2 separate regions of the Rattus norvegicus genome follow, and region 2 is linked to region 1. The links are chromatin contacts, called in public Hi-C maps. All regions are on one chromosome and are shown on one strand. Each heading gives the region's core, a stretch centred on a gene start, on an enhancer-like site or on the middle of the called end of the contact. The rest is flanking DNA. Distances are from core to core; before and after follow the strand shown.

What was found. A called contact is a pair of places that touch in the nucleus more often than the background predicts.
Region 2: a contact with region 1 is called in a Hi-C map of Schwann cells, with 5 times the contacts expected there. The contact joins two enhancer-like sites. A contact is called at or near these places in 4 of 12 Hi-C or Micro-C datasets (Schwann cells, kidney, liver and 1 more).

The regions. Positions count from the first base shown.
Region 1 is chr14:2,847,713-2,853,374 of GRCr8, reverse strand. No RefSeq gene overlaps it. Among named protein-coding and RNA genes, the nearest start is that of Cdc7, 120 kb to the left of the region's middle. Within about 2 kb of position 4,039, at least 3 of the 93 cell types and tissues checked have an H3K27ac peak or open chromatin away from gene starts, as enhancers often do. A contact at or near this core is called in Schwann cells, where this site is marked.
Region 2 is chr14:2,932,662-2,938,230 of GRCr8, reverse strand. No RefSeq gene overlaps it. Among named protein-coding and RNA genes, the nearest start is that of Cdc7, 34 kb to the left of the region's middle. Within about 2 kb of position 3,475, at least 9 of the 93 cell types and tissues checked have an H3K27ac peak or open chromatin away from gene starts, as enhancers often do. A contact at or near this core is called in Schwann cells, where this site is marked.

The sequences.
Region 1 (5,662 bases), core at 2,790-5,289:
CCTGGGTTAAGCCAAATCCATCTCGTTCTTGGTCCTTTCAAGAGCTCCTTGCTCTGTTCCCTGGAGCAAACCGTAAGAAACACAACCCCTTTCTACTCCCCTTTCCCCTTTTCTACTGCTTCAAAATAGTAGTTCACATGGTTTTAACATCCTGGTTTGTCATGTTTGAATTTGCTTTTGTTCATCAGAAAAAAAAATCCTAATTCTTATTAATAATAGAAGCTAAAAATGAGCTCAAAGAGCTGCAAAGATCAAACCCCACAGAAGAAAATGCATCTCCCTGGGGCTGGTAGCTGGCTATTGAGACTGCTCTGTAAAAAGCGAGTACTGAGTTTTTGAAGGATTTGCAATCAGTTCCTAGTGTCCCCACCACACAGCTCACAACTGCCAGTAATTCTTCTGGGGGAGCCAACTACCACTGGCCTCTATGAGTACTCATATGCATGTACTCATACCTACACACTTAATTTTTAAACCACCCCCCTATACATTGATCCATATGCCTTTCTTTAAAAACAATCACATTATTGGCTTGTATCTAATTTGGGTCAGTTATACTATTTTTGTTTATGAAGGTGTTTCTTATTTTGCTTTTTTTTTTTTACCCCAATAGCGAGCTAGCACTGTTCTCAAATTCATTATACAGACAAAGCTGACCTTGAACTTCTGATCTTCCAGACTCCACCTCATGAGGGCTAGGTGGCATGTTTGCACAGTTTTCTGTGGCACTGGGAAAGAATTCCAGCTTTTGTGCATGCTAGGCAAGCACTTTAACACCTGTAACACTTCACCAGCCCACAGGTTTGTTTGGGAGATGGTGTCTCACCATACAGTACAGCCAGGCCATGAACTCAAGGGCTTCTGCCTCGGCCTCCCAGGTGCTGAGATTAGAGGTGTCAAGACTATACTGGTCTGTGGTAAGTGCTAGAGACAGCCTCGGTCCTTACACATGCTGAGCTGAACCTTCAGTCTTCATTTCTGATTTTAAATGGATCAGGGTAAACATTCCGGGGTGGAAACTTGTTGTGGTATCCCCTAAAGACCTTGGGGAAGCCACAGAAAATTCAAAATCCCATGTGTGGTCAAAAGCAAAGAGGACCAGCCTCAGTTGGCCTGGCCATTCACTCAGAAATCAATGACTCTGGAGACAAGGTGAGAGGAGACCATGTTCCTCCATTTAGAGAGTGTAGCCCCTCATGCTACACTGTTGAAGACTCCTCACCAGGGCTGTGAGGGGGTAGGCAAGGAGGAGCACCAGGAAGGGCAACTTGAAACTGCTAAGGCCAGCATCTCAACAACACACCGTAACACCTGTGAGTTAAAAATAATCTTAAAGAACGGCTAGGAGCCTGAGACGGGCTTCATGACACCAGTTGCTATCCATTCCTAGAGTCTGCTACTGCTACGTGGCCATGCCTAGCCCAAAGCCAACAATGGCCAAAAGGTAAACTCCGGGATAACATATTTAATCAGTTATCTCTTATCTCAAAATCCTTCCTGGGTTTTAGGCAACACAATATACCCTTTAACCGAAAGCTAAAACCCCACAGTAATAAAATGCAGTTAATGATTTCTTCCTTTGTTGGGCCAAAAATGTAAAACTCAGTTTTCCCAGCAAAGCTCCCATCACCCTGAAAACTGCATTCTTCTCACCTCAAACAGCCTTGATAAGCAGACTCACAAGACTGAGGGTGGCTGGTTCTTTTTCTTCCCACACCGTCTACCCTTTTTGGTCCTCTAGCTTCCCTCTGTTTTTCCTCCTTTTGTTAAAGGGCACATGACTCTCCAATTCTTTTCTATTGTCTCTGTCTTTTAAGCTTCCTTCAGAGACCTGTTCTGGGAGACTCTGGTTCCTAAGTGTATTTATTCCTTATTGCCAGAAATCAAACATTATCCTTGGGGCTAGAAAGACGAGGTGCCCCAGTCGCAGTGCATAGTCAGAAGAATAGCCTAAAACGACTAGACTAAACTAAACTAAACTAAACTAAACTAAACTAAACTAAAAGCAGGTCAGCAATCCAGTGCATCAGGGCTGTGCTAGAAGGAAAGCTGAGACTCAGAACTTTGCAGGAAAGCGTCGGCCTCAACCTGCTCTCCAGCTGTGGAACTGAGACCATCTAATAATTACCCAAGTGTCTCATCAGAGCAGATGAAATCTCTACACCGTGTAGCCTGTGGGTGATTCCAACACTGGCTTCTCTCTAAGACGAGCAAGGCGGGAGGAAGGCAAGGCAAAGAGCGTTTCTCCCACAGCAGCTTCCCATAGGGGATCAGGAAATATTTTTTTAGGAAGGTACAATAGTCTTGGAAGAGTGTAGGAAGACATGAGTTCTGTGAAAGAAGTACAAATTAGTCACCGGGAGGGTAGACGCAAGGATAACTGTGACGGTTTGAATATGCTTGGCTGTGGAGTGGCTCTAATAGAAGGTGTGGTTCTATTGGAGTAGGTGGGTCACTGTGGGTGTGGACTTAAGACCCTCACCCTAGCTGCCTGGACGTCAGTATTCTGCTAGCAGCCTTCAGACGAAGCTGTAGAACTCTCAGCTCCTCCTGCACCGTGCCTGCCTGGATGTTGCCATGCTGCCACCTTGATGATGATGGACTGAACCTCTGAACCTGTAAGCCAGCCCCAGTTAAATGTTGCTCTTTATAAGACTTGCCTTGGTTGTGGTGTCTGTTCGCAGCAGTAAAACCCTAACTAAGACAATAATAGAACCACATCAGTATCAACGTGACGTGGGTCAGACAAGTAAGTTTAACACAATAGTAGCCAGGAGCATAGTACAGTTCTCGGTGAGTGAGGAGAAACCCTGGGCACATTGGAAAGGAAGTCTGGAGACCACAGTGAAGATATTCTTTATAACACAGAGGAAAAGATAAGGTTTCGGTGTTGGAAAGAAGACAATAAGGAGCAGAGGACAGAGAGCCCAATTCAAATTAGTGCGTGTGAAAGGGATGGGGCCAAGAGACAGGAAAACAAGACATCACGGAGATTCCTCGAGTAGGTGGCCAGGTCACTGCATACCAAACTAAAGAAATGGTGCAGCCCATGTTTTTAAGAAAGGATCAAAAAGGAATAAGGTCTTATTTACAACAGAACAAAGGAACAGTAACTCCTGCCACGCTTACTCCAGAAAACATTGTAGTCATGCCTACAGACTGGACAGAGAAGGATCATGTATGTGGATTTTCTGTCTAACCATCATCTGTCTTTGGTTAAAGAAAGCAGCAGAGAGACTTGGTCAGAAAGGTAAAAATTCCAAAAATATCCCAGTCCATGGTCTCTTCCCGAAAACATTGAGGAAACATGTAAATCAACTGGTAATGGGAATAAAAACTAACGGCACACGTGTGCACACATATGTATACGCCTTCATAGGAGAAGGACTTGCCTTACATAGTTTGGCACAATATTCTGAAATTTGGTAGACTGTGTCTGCTGTCTGGGACACCGCCTCTTGGAGAACAGCTCAGCTCTTACGAGAAGCAATGTTTGCTGATGGCTCACACCTCCTCTCCTTCCTTTCTACCCCTCCCTAGTTTTGTTCATGTCCATCTCCTTATTTAGCTGTGAACTTCGGAGGAGGCTTCATACCCAGAAGTGCCGTGTACTCTCACTGATCTTTCTCCAATCTGGCATTGGTTGGGATATAGACAGGAGACAAAACGTCAGTAAGTCATGAGGGAAGAAGCCTGGGGATAGCTCAGTGGTTGGGTGCTGGTTTAGCATGTAGAAAGACAAGGATTTGATGCCAGACACTGACAAAAGTTGAAAGAATAAAGAGACAAGAGGGAGGCCCTACAGGAAGACTTATGGAGAAACATAGTATCTTATAGAGATACACAGTGGAAAACAGGCTCTCTCCTCAGAACCCAGACATGTCTGAAAGCTGTTGTGACCATCTGACATCCATGGAGAGAACTGGTCTGAGGCACCAAGCACTCAGGTTTGGCAAAGCCCACAGATGCGGAGAGCCTGGGTCGTGCTGATATTGGCTGGTGAGCTACATTAACTGAACTTGGGCTACAGTCTACACAGTCTATACTCATTACCAAACACAAACGAGCCCAGTTTGCTGTCACGCACAGCCCAAGTCCTCTTAAGGAACAAGCCCTGCAGTGTCAGCCTTTTCTCCAATGCTGCATTTCATGGTGCCCAGAGACATTTCTGGAGCCACGTCCTTTAACCCTGAGTTCAAATGGAATCTCTTGCCTTCCTTGACCGCTGCTCGTCACAGTAATGGGTGCTGTTCTTGTCCAGATTTTTAGAACAATGGATTAGCTTATTGCATAGTGAAGACCCTGTGCCAAGAAAATCAGTAAACAAAGGGTCTTTTCTCTCTCTCTCTCTCTCTACACAAAAGCCATATTGCCCAGGATGGCATGATGAACTTTTCATTGCGAAGGAACGTGAGAAACGCCTCTATGCCTCTCTAAGCTTCGTCTTAAATGGCCTGAGTCATCGAGCTGTTTCTTTTCTTCCTTTTAGTGATGGAGATAGTAAATCATCTCAGGGAAAACAGTCTATCTCACTAATCTCTCTGAATTTGCCACCTGTTGATTGTTCCTGGATTGAACGACTCTCACAAATCAGAGGAGAGGATTCCCATTTATGTAAATATAGGGAAACAAAAACTAAGGAAATAGATGAAATTTGTGGTATTTTTTCTATATGGTAGGGTATGCTTATTATCTTTTTCAACTTATAGAAAATTTCATTCACTTTTTTTTTTTTTTTGAGTACTGGGTCTTCCTTGACCCAGGAAGTACATGACACAACTTCACTCTCCCAACGGGAACAAGGGTGACCATTCTTCCTTGTATCTTGGAAGCAAAAGTTCGTTTTCTTTCCAAATTCGGATTTCTTTTCCTTTTGAAATTTATGCTCACATGTCTGTGTGTATGTACGCCGTGTGCATGAGAGCTCCCACGGAAGGCAGAGGCAGTCAGACCCCCTGGAAATGGAATTATAGGTGGTTGTGAGCAAGTAAATGAATGTAGGTGACAGAAACTGGACTCCAGTCCTCTAAAGGAGCCACAAGGGATGAGCCATCTCTTAAGGCCCTAAATTCAGGTTTCTTTAAAGTAGAAATACACAGGAGGCAGAAGCAGGCAGATCTCTGTGAGTTCCAGGACAGCCAGAACTATATAGAAAGAATCTGTAAAACAAAACAAAATAAAACAAAAAACCCCAACTAAACAAACAAATAAAAAACAACAACAAAAGACCAAACAAACACCAAATCAAAACCAAACTGTTTATGTTTATTTATAACAACAAATAAATAAATTAGATTGTGACCACTACTTCGCACGTTCCTGGGCTTGAGGGTCAAGGCCTGAGTTCTCACAGCTCAGCCACCTGTCCTTTCAGGCCAACTAAAGAGATGACAAGTGAAAAGGGTTTTTCCAACACTGAGAAACGGGAAAAATAAAGAGGTGTAGTGGCCTCAAGTCCATCGTTAGGTTTAAGTACAGGACAAGGGGCATTCGTGACTAAGCAGTCCTGGTCAAGCTGTGAACCTGTCCCTGGCTGACTCATCAGTCTCTCCTGCAAAAGGCACACTATCCAAAGCTTCGAGAACCCCGTTCTGGGAGCCCCCCACCGCTCTGTCTCGCACCAGGACCCCAGACTACTTCTCTCAGTATGAAAGTTCCAGGG
Region 2 (5,569 bases), core at 2,226-4,725, 85 kb before region 1:
TTACCTATCTATAATCAATCTTTCTATTGGTGCTATTACCAATTTATTTACCCATTTATTGCTTTTTAGACAGTATCACTGTAGAGTGTTGGCTGACCTATAATGCTCTCTGTAGACCAGACTGGTCTTGAACACAAAGGTCTTGCCTCTGCCTTCCAAGTGCTGGGAGTGCTGGTGTGCACCACCACACCTGGCAAATGGAAATGCATTTATTGATTTGAGGGCAGGGGGAGCAGGGTTTTACCATGTGGCTCTGGTTGGGCTAGAACTCACCCCGTAGACCAGGCTGACTTCAAACCCACCGAGATCTGTGTGTTTCTGTCTCCGTCTGAATCCTGGGATTAGAGGTCTGTGCTGCCACGGCTGGTTTACACTCAGCCTTTCTTCCATGGGTTCTAGGGATCAGGGCATGGGCTGCAGACTGAGCTGTCTCCCAGCCTTCTATTCCCACTGTGGTTAGAGGCACCCCATACCATTTCGGCTTAATGTCTGTGGTCAGAAAGCCTTAGTACTTTGTCCTTTAGGAACATAGCTTCTTAATCTTGCCTGGAGGCAGCATCATGGTTTATATGCTTGTCATCCTTGAGCAGTTGATAGCTAGTGTTAGTCTTTAGATCTCAGATTCCTCTCTCTGCCCACCTAGGATCCGGCGCAGTCTTTTGCCTACGGCTGGCGTTCGGTGATTATTGGTTGGCGCAAAGCTTGCTGTGCTTGGAGCTGTTTGCTGTGACCTTTCCACTATCCCTTCCTTTCCAGGACCTTAAATCTTTGGTATGTTGCAGAAGAGGCGGACACGTGAAGGGATGGGCAGGAAGAAGGAATGGGTAGGAGACAGGCAAGGCTGAGCTGCTGTGACGGGCAACCTCAAAGGCCTAGGAATGCATTAAAGCCCTAGGGTGATTAGAGGAAGTGACTGGGCAGTGAGAGCCCTGTCCCAGTGCTGGAAGACATGGGCTGTGCACTGGCTGTTTAGAAAGGTGTGCATCAGGACCTATGGATTAATTAGTAGGATACTTCGAGGTCCCTAATGGGTCACTAGGGCGTTAAAATACAATGGGAACAATGGTTAATATGTTCCTACGTGGGGGACCAAGACTTGAGCAAGGAAATGGGAGTTGAGTCTAACTCAAAAGATGTCAGGTGCTAGCCAAGGAGTTTGGGTTTCAGCTCCACGGATGGTGTTCTGCGACATCCCAGGAACCCTAACCAGGAAAATGATACAAGTTTTCCCATTTATCAGGAAGGCAACACTGTTGTTTCTGGATGAGGTGGAGGAGAGAGAATTTAAGGACCCCGAGAGGCACCAGATGTGGACATCAGGGGAAGAGGGAAACAGAAACGAACTGTCATGTTTCAAGCCCTTGTGACTAGAAGATTCTCTTGCTGTTGATTCATACAAGAGTCTGGGGGACAAGGCACCTCCAGCTTTGGAGATCTGTGGGGAGGAAAGAGGAACTTCTTTTCAGAGATGTCGATTGGACCCACTCCATAGACAAATTTGTTTACTGTGGTCTTTTGTGTGACAAATTATCTGTTATAAATTATATTGTGTGACAACATGTGTCAGTGTTCCCACTCTGTCAGAATCCTAGAGTACCTGCCACTTGCTGTCCTTTTGTCTGTCCCCAATAATCAATACAAAGCCTCGCTCTCCTCTGGTTCTTGTGGTTTTGCATGTTTACCAGGGGTGCATTCCCTAGGATTTGATAACATGATAGAGGAACAGTCTGGAATCTCTACTTTCGAGGAGAAGTCTAAACGTGTCCCAAGACTATGCATCAGGAACTGAACGTCGAACGGACTCCAGTGTGCCAGGATTATGGCAAGTCAACCAAGACTGCTTTTCCTGGAGAGCTGACTCTTGGTTCCTCACTTCTGAGACCTGATGCTAGAGAAATACCCAGGGCAGCAGTTCTTAACCTTCCCGACACTGCGACCCTTTAACGCAGCTCCTCATGTGGTGGCCCCAGCTGTAAATTAATTCTCATTGCTACTAATTTTGCCATTGTTATGAACCATAATGTAAATATATGATACGCAAGATATCTGCTATGTGAACCCTGTGAAAGGTCGTTCGACCCCCTCAAAGGCGTTGAGACCCACAGGTTGAGAACTGTTGACCTAGTAGATTGAGGTCGCACCTCTTCTTTTTGAAAGTTATTGGCTGGAGGGCTTATGGGGACATTGAGCAGATTGTCAGGGGTGCATTTGTTATTAGGACTATGAACATGATGGCAGATCTGAGGGGAGTTCGAGACTATGTGACTGAGTTGGCCAGTTGGCTGTACCTTCCTACAGCTCTCTGACAAAGGGGGGGGGGGGTGATTCGCAGCACACAGCTTCAACCAGACTCTCTGCTCTCAGTTGGAGGCAGGGGAGGAGTTGAGGAGAACGATGTGTATATAGCCTTCAATACTCCCTTGAATGTAGACTCACTTCCCCAGATGAGAGGTCCTGGCACAGACAGACTCACAGCCAATGCTCTCAGCAGAGTGCTAGTCAGTACCCTCTACTCTGGTTGGATTCTAACTACAGCTTTATCAATGTCGACCTTGTTAGCTTGAGAAGCAGTCAATTCTAAAGATGTTAGTGCCTCCCTGTGCCTTTCCCGGGCCTGTGAACCGTGGCCTTTCCTTATGCTCAGGTTAAGGACCACCGTCCCCACCAACTGGCCCAGCTGTGAGAAGGAATGGGTTTGAATCTAGGTCTCACATTCAACAGGCAGGCGCTGCATGAGATCAGAAAGTTTGTGGCGTGTCCTAATTCACAGGTTCAAACATGTGGGCGCAAGAGGTTGGCGATGAAGAGAGCATGCTTACAACATGCAGAGTGGTTGACGAGAAAGACACATCCTGAAGGTAGAGGGAAAGGTCACCAGATCCCCCTCCCAGATTCTTCGGGGACTATTATTAACTCTCTCAGTGACAGGAGCTTCTCTGGTAACACTACCAAACATGTTTCCAGTGTCTCTCTTCAGTGCTGAGAACGCATTACCCGTGAAGGATAGGTCCATCGTGTTCGTGTCTCTCCTTTGGTTCTTCACAGGTTTCCAGGCCAGTGAGGCAGAAATACGCATAATCATGACTGCGCTGAAAAGCAACCACATTCCTATTTTACATCGGAAATTGACACCTGGAAGGCTTCAGACTCACCTGGATTCATTCACATAGCCAGAAAGCTCAAAGGTGGATGGCTAGAGGCAGACGCTTTCCCCTTGCACATCCATGAAAATGGCACCGAGCAAACATACTGCCTTCCATTCCGTGTCTTCAGAATAGACCGAGCGCAGCCCTCTTTAGCTAAACAGCTTAATAGACTAGGGTCAGGGGGTCACAGATGAGAAAAACAGCTAGGAAGCTGGAGGAGGGTTGGGGTTCCAGCGTTAGAAATTAGGTTGGATGAAGGCCTTGGAGTCAGGGCTTCAGCGAGCTTTTCTCCCGTGTGGCCATGACTCATCCTTATTTGGTGTTCCAAGAGAGACCGTAACCGACCAGAGGAGGGCAGTATGCCTGTGTTGACGGAGACTGTACTGGGAGGAGGAAATTCCTCCCAAAACAATCCAAGTGAGTTTACAAGAAAAAAGTAAAAGTGTGTACCGGGAATCCAAAATAAATAGCAAGTGTCCACTAAAGCAGTTACACGGGAGGCTGGCTGCCAGTATCCGGAGCCAGGAGAGAGTTGCCCTCCTCAAAGCACCCCCACCCCCGCAGGATGTGTTACTGGAGTTGGGGATTGGTGGGGGAATCTATCACAATGCCATCTTTGAGAGCCTGCTGGGCTCCCCTGCCCCCAGTTACTTCTGTTGTTCACACCTTCCTGTGGGATTATTTCAAATCCCTATTTCCTGATGACCCAACATCCTCCTGTGACTGGCAGGGGGTGAAGCCTGCCAAGGCCTCAGGTAGCAGCAGCCTTGCCCATTTTCAGTAACATCCTGTGTTCCCAACTTTCCAGCTCAGCTCCTAAATGCCAGGTTGGGGCTGTGAAATTTTCCATGGCCTCCCGCTAGACTACTCCTCTTGTATTCCAGCCCATAGACATAGTGCTCAGCTAGACCAGCGTGACCCCCACCCCCCACCCCCGTTTGTGTCATTATCACATTACACAGGACATTTCTGACTTCTTTTGACTACCCACCGTGGAGGAGGGGTCAACCTTGGGGACTCGGAGAGGGAAACTGTGGTACACTCACATGAAGCCATCCTGGCAACATCAATACTGGAAAACATGGTCTGTGACTGCGTGTGTGTGTGTGTGTGTGTGTGTGTGTGTGTGTGTGTGTGTCCCTCATGAATAAGGCCCCTACGGACAGTGAGAGAGTGTCTCAGAATTCTGCTACAATACCCTCCAGAGAGCCCACGAGTCTACGTTTAGGGCAATGCCTCGAGTTTTTGTAGAACTTATCAGTTCAGAATCCCCCCCCCCCCCCCAGCGAGTGTCTTCTGTGGTGTTTGGTCTGGGGTTAGCCCTGCACTGCCATCAAAGCTCACTACTCGAGGGTTACACGAAGTGCAAAACAGGTTTGAGAAGTCACGGAACTCATCTGGTTAGCATATGGTAGAGCTATACACAGACCCAGAAAACCTATGTTTCCCAATGCACTCAGGTTCACACCTAGCTCCCATGAGTGTTTTCTCTCCTATGAGCAGGCACGCACGCACGCGCGCACACACACACACACACACACGCACGCACACACACACACGCACGCACACACACGCACACACGCATGCACGCACACACACGCACACACGCATGTCCCCCAAAAGCCTCTAGGATTTTTCTGCTCTATGCGTTAAGTATAATTTATGTATCACGTTCACCCATTATAAGGCTGTGTGGTTGATGTTTAAGTAAAGGTCTACAGTGGTACAGCCAGCACAATAGTAATATCCAAGTTTAGGACACGTACCACCCCAACGCTTCCCTTACCCTATGTCAGTCTCTGCTGCTGCCCTTGCTCTCCTGGGTGTTTCCTCTTACTTCTGCATGTTCAGAGATGGCAAGAATCAATACGATCAAATACGTGACGTGAAGTTCACTCATGTTGAATGTATCATTCCATCTTTATTTCTAAATAGTAGTGTTGTGCCAGGAGACGCTCATGAACCCCAAAAAGACCACCAAGGAGCCAATGCCGATGCGATCACATTAGGGTCCCTTTACTCAAGCTCGAAGTTCGATGCAGTAAAGTTTCTAATGCAGTAGAACGGGAGGGTACAGCAGTAAGCTTAGTTTAAGGCAAGCATGTATAGAGACGAGAAGGTGGTTCTAGACTGGCACACATCTGATTGGCGGCCATTATGGCCTTTAACATAATTGGATAGAGCTGGGAGTCAAGCCATAAACTTAACTCCTGTTTTCTTCTTGATTGGCGGTTCTCAGGAAGTGAAGTGTCAGGGGCAGGCTTGTAACCTGGGGGTGCAGATTTGTTGGGGAGCAACCTGGGGTGCCAGTTTGTCAGTTAACTCGAGGTCAACCCTAGGTTCTCTCAGATGGAGTTTGAACCCTAAGATCTATACCACTCAGTAGTTCATTGTACGTCTACTCTACCTATACCACTCAGTAG